Linked DNA regions of Sus scrofa: region 1 is linked to region 2. The links are chromatin contacts, called in public HiChIP or PLAC-seq maps. All regions are on one chromosome and are shown on one strand. The core of a region is the stretch at or near the end of the contact, and the rest is flanking DNA. Distances in the headings are between cores, read along the strand shown.

Region 1 (2,700 bases), core at 171-2,670, 170 kb before region 2:
GAGGCCAGTGACTGGCTTAGGCTATGTCTGCTATCCCTCCGTTACTGCCTATACACCAACAAATGAGAATGGAAATTTACGAATTGTTTCCAAAGATAACCTTAGCTCTGACTATGAATATAAGAGGCAAAACAGCTGGGTGGTTCTGCCAATAAAACTGCAAGTTTGGGGGAGTTCCCTGGTGGCTCAGCAGGATAAGGATCTGGCGGTGTCACTGCTGTGGCTCAGGCGCAATCCCTGACCCCGGAACTTCCACGTGCAGCCAAAAAGAAAGAGAGAGAGAGAGAGAGAGAGAGAGAGAGAGAGAGAAAGCTTCAAGTTTTGGGTGACAGGTCTGTAAGATCTCCAAAACCAAACATGGCCCAAGGGTGGGAAGGTAAGAAGGGTCAAAAAGAAGGCGTTCTTTGGTGGTGTTAGGGGACAGCCAGCACAAGTGTAAACACAGGCAGTTTGGTTAATATTACCTTTCACTACAGCCATGATCGCACTCTCCTGTAAAGGCGTCTTAAAAGAGTCAAACCCAAAGACCTTCTTCAACGTGCTCCGGACGCGACGCTCAGGGTCAAAAGGGTGGGTGCTCATCTTACCAATAGACAGTGGCCAAATGTTAAGGCAAAGGTGATGATCCTATGGTTGCAACAAGAACCCCCTGTTCTGCTTTTCAAAGACTGCTTATTTTTTCTGAGTAAAAATTTGCTTTTTTTCTTTTTTTGACCAGACTCCTGGCATGTGGAACATCCCTGGTCAATAATCAAATCTGAGCTGCAGCTGCAACCTACGCTACAGCTGAGGCAAAGCAGGATCCTTAACCCACTGCGCCACGGCAGGAACTAAATTTGCTTTGTTACACTCGAACGATATATTATTTTCAAGAAATATAGCTCCGGGTGAACAGCCTCCAGCAATACATTCCTAGGTAAATGACATCTCCATTCTTACGCTCAGTGAAAATAACACATCGAACTATGCCAGGCCCCAGCATAGCACAGAGCTGGAAATTAGATCACGAGAAGAAGCACAAATGTCTTCGGAAGGATTTGGAGGAAGTGGAATTATTTTTCTATGACCCACCCTTTGCTCTACAAGCACAGCCATGAGGACCACTCTTCCCCCCAGGACCCCGACACCTTCTTCCCAACCCCCAGAGGAAAGCTCTTCCTTCATCCTCCTCTGAGCCTCAGATTCGCTCTTTTCTCCCTTCCCCAGCCAAAGCCTCCCTCTCTTCACCCCAAGATATCAGAGCCGGCAGTGGGCTCCCAGGGGCGAAGGGCTCTTGTCGGGCCGCTGCTGCCCACGGGCTCGGGAACTACTCGAAGACCCCCATAACCCTCAGGTAACCCTGAGAAGCCAAACCGCTGGGACTGCAATGTCAGGTAAAACCCACTTAATCCTGAATCCGTCTCGCAGTGATGACGTTCTGCCGGCGCGGGGATGAGGGGCGGAGCCAAGCGCGGAAACGGCCTTTTTGATTGGTTCTCTGTCTGAAACAGGCGCGGGGTCTCCTGGGATCCGGAAGAAGTCGCCTTTCTGCACGGAAGTCGGCTTTTTGGAGTCATAGAAGTGAGGCGCGCCGGGTGTGCGGGAATAAGATGGCGGGGAAGAAGAATGTCCTGTCGTCTCTGGCAGTTTATGCGGAAGATTCAGAGCCCGAGTCTGACGGCGAAGCTGGAGTGGAAACGGCAGGCAGCGCGGCTGGTGAGTAGGGAGCTAGAAGGGGGGAAATCGGGTGTCTGCCCTGAATGATGCTTCCCTAATAGGGCGGGAGGGAAAGAGGGAGTCTTTGTGCCCCAAGCATCGGGCGCCGGAGCCCCGGAGGGTGCTCAGGGTCCTGGGCTAGACCGAGCGTTAGATGCTCTTTTGTAAGAATGGACCGTCTCCTTCTGTTGATTCGATTATCCTGTCGGAACCTATTGAAAGTCTTCTCCGTACTGGGCATCATACCGGGGAGAAGGGTGGACCAAGGGTGGAGAGGATCCAAGGCTTCTGAACCACTGCATATTTTGTCCGGGCTTATTGTTTGGTGGAGGAGAGCGAAACTTTTAATTAGTAATGTACCCTAGACGTGTCTCGGAGCTTTTAAAATGACACGCATCCGGTCTCCACTGTCAAAGAGAGTAATTCTGTACATCTGGGGAAGGATCTGAGCATTTGCGAGCTTTCCAAGGCTCCTTGGTGATTCCATTACTTTGTGAGTTGTCAAAGCCCACCAGTGATTTTGTTGCCCTGCTCAGGTTGAGAATCACGTTACTAGGAAGTGAGAGCAGATTTTTATGGCAGTATAGAGAGGCAGCAAATTACCCAGTGTATCTGGACCTTGGTTTCCTCATCTGGAAAGTGAGGGAGGATTTGGCCTCGTTTAGCTTCTCATAGTTTTGTGTGGTCTTTGCCTGTCAGGAGGCTCTCTGGTGGTTTCTTGGTAATTTGTATTGTTTGGGGGGGGTTGCTGATGTTTGGGGTTTTTTTTAAACATAGAAAGAGATTTTGTTTCTCAAGTAGGTATAAATGGGGAACCTCTCGAGGTGGCCCCTGTTCAAGGTCCTGTTCCTAGGGGAGGACATTTGAGTCCTGATCTTGTAAGAAAAGACAAGTTCATTGGTGCCTGGGATACAAGGTAGACATATGCAGATCGAAAGAGATGCTTGACGTGGTACAATAGTTCAGAGAAGGGAAGGCTTCCGTTGGCATAATGGATGGCTTGGA
Region 2 (2,700 bases), core at 124-2,623:
CCAGGAGCAATGTGCGGTTTCTCTGATTTCAAGACAATGAGGTTCAAGTTCATACGGCTCCGTGTGTCTTCGTTCCCCTCCCAGATGACACAGCTTCCTTCACAGGGGAGAGGTGAGTGGGGAAAAGGACTGGAACCAGAAAAGAGCAGCAGAGCTCAGAGAAAAGAGGTCATTGCCAGGAAGAGTCGGACCTGGCAGACCCTGGGCAGGTGAGATGGAGGAAAAGTCAGTATTCTGAGGTCTGGGGCTCCCTAGGAACCTCCTCTGACTCATCAAGCTTTCCAAGGCGACAGCTCTGGGTTGGGTACTGCCTTAGCCAGCTATAGGCTCTGGTCCCACCAAACCTCGTCTGGGGGCTCAGATTCCTCTGCTCCTTCAAGAGGCGCTTTAGGGTCAGCCTAGCTCAACCAGAGCTGGCTGGTCTCATTCTCAATGCCGTCCAAGGAGAGAGAAAACTGACTGCGGATGGATAGGAAGAACCTTGATGTGGAAGACCTCTCTCTGGGAGTGATCCAAGCCAACAGGAAATCAGTAACCTGTCTGTCTGTCTGCAAAGACAGAGCTTTACAGAAAATGTTTTCGACATATGACAAATATTAATTACGTAATTTCACTTCTGGGCCTCGGTTTCCTATCTGGAAACTGAGCAGTTCCGGAATATACCGGAAGGCTACATACTGACAGTTAAGCCTACTGACTCTGGAATCAGACTCCTCTCCTGGTACTTTCAGCTCTGTGATTTCAGGCAAGTTACTTAACCTCTCCGTGCCTCACTATCTCGGCATGTAAATGCGTAGAGTAATAGCATCTGCCGAACAGGGCTCATGTACTTAAGCAGGTAAAAGAGGCGCCATCTCTGACTCATAGTAGCATAGTAAATACCCACGAAATGGTAATTATTTTTTGCCAAAGGCTCTCCCCATTTCTAAAGTCACCTACTCTGGGAAAAGGGCTCAAGAACTACCCGCAGGCCCCATGTGTCTCTCCGTACCCGGTCCCCGTCCAGCCGCCCCACCCTCACCCACAGCTGATCGCTACACCCCCGGCGGCTCCCTCACGACCCACCCACCTTCCTCCACCCCGCCCCCAGCCGTTACCCCCCATCCCCCCGTCAGGTCCCGTCTTCACGGGTTTACTTCCCACCGTCGACCGCCCAGCGCCTACACCCTCCACAACCGCCCTGCGGTTCTCCAGGGTCCTTGCGCAGTGTTTTCACCTCTCGGTGTTGTTGACGATCACTCCGCCGCCCTCCGAGTGATTCTTGTTGAGCGCCATGGTCTCTCGGAAAAGGGTCCCGAGACTCGACTCGAAACGCAGTGCGCTTGCGCCCTTCTTTGGCCCCGCCCCTAGTGGCGTCGTTCGTATTAGAGTCAGCCAATCACAGCTCTTGCGCGGAGGTTGGCCCTACCACCTGATCCGGCCATCACGTGCTAATAGTTTACTCCCGCTCCCCTCCCCGCTAGTTTCGCCTGCATCACAAACAAGTTCGAGACTACAATTCCCAGAAGCACTGCTCGCCCACCTCGACCTCTCCCTAGGCTAGTGGACGGACGCATGCTGGAACTTGTAGTCTCACAGACTCTAGGCGTGGATTGACTCCACTAATTGCATAACTCATCAGCTTGCGCACTTCCCACCCTCTTCCACCCAGTCGACCAAAGGACTGAAATAAACAGTTGCGCGAGTCACAGAGGAGTTAGTCATAAAGGCCCTGGACGTGAAGGCTGCTGTGTGCAGCGGTGACCGTTTACTGGGGCACCTTCTTTCAGCCCACGAATGTTTATTTTCTTATTTTTATTTTTTAGGGCCGCACCTGCGGCATATGGAGGTTCCCAGGCTAGGGGTCCAAGTGGAGCTGTAGCTGATGGCCTACGCCACAGCTCACAGCAACAACAGAGCCCCACCACTGAGCGAGGCAGGGGATCGAACCTGCCTCTTCATGGACACTAGTTCGGCTTGTCAACCACTGAGGCATGATGGGACTCCCCACAAACGTTTAGGGAACGCTTTCTACATGACTTTGTCCCTCCTTCCCCCGCAGCCCAACCCACTTAAGTAACCGCTGAGATATATAGATGAGTGCAGGACCCAGTCTTTGTTCCAGGATGTGATGGGCTGGCTGACTGGCAGAAGGGAATCCGGAAAAACTGCCTTCTCTTCCAGGAAATCAAAGCCACACCCTCCGAGGTGGGCGGTGAGACTCACCGCGCTGGGAGAGGAACCTGGGTCCAGCGGCCACACCTCACCGCCGCCTCCACCACAGCTGGCCTCGCGTGGCGCTGCTCCCTCTAGAATGTTCAGGCTTTGCAATTGGGCTCCCCAGCATTTTCCAGGCCAGAAGATTTAAACCAGAATTCAAGTAACTGAATGGATCTGGGCACAATGCAAGACGGGGAGCTTACAAAATAGGGCTGATCATCGTGACCCAGCACTACTACCCCCTCGGGGGGGGCGGGGGGGGAGCCCCTGTGGTTGTGTAAACTCCCCCACCTCTGAGGTGAATCTTTGTGGGAAATGTGGGAGGGGGGTGTCCCACCTGGCAGTGCTGGTGCATCTTTAATCTTAAGTGATCAGAGTTGGATTTTAAGCAGACAGCTGATTTCCTGACAGATAGTGTCCCACGGTGGGATCCACCTGCCTAATTTTCCTTTTGAGTCAGATTCCCTAGGTGAAGGATGAAAAACTAGAAAATATTATGAA

The links. HiChIP or PLAC-seq counts read pairs in DNA pulled down with a chosen protein or histone mark.
Region 1: a contact with region 2 is called in an H3K27ac HiChIP or PLAC-seq map of alveolar macrophages. The contact joins the promoter of RECQL5 here to the promoter of WBP2 in region 2. A contact is called at or near these places in 1 of 5 promoter capture datasets (liver) and 1 of 2 datasets of contacts at active chromatin or transcription factors (alveolar macrophages).

What each region holds. Positions count from the first base shown.
Region 1 is chr12:5,731,056-5,733,755 of Sscrofa11.1, reverse strand. It overlaps RECQL5 (ATP-dependent DNA helicase Q5), which reads right to left and starts at 1,420. Exons shown (of 20, transcript XM_021066624.1): 1 at 1,238-1,420; 2 at 465-596. The coding sequence starts at 582. It overlaps SAP30BP (SAP30-binding protein), which reads left to right and starts at 1,510. Exons shown (of 11, transcript XM_003357968.4): 1 at 1,510-1,695. The coding sequence starts at 1,590.
Region 2 is chr12:5,563,785-5,566,484 of Sscrofa11.1, reverse strand. WBP2 (WW domain-binding protein 2) reads right to left here and starts at 1,373. Exons shown (of 9, transcript XM_003131191.5): 1 at 1,217-1,373. The coding sequence starts at 1,275.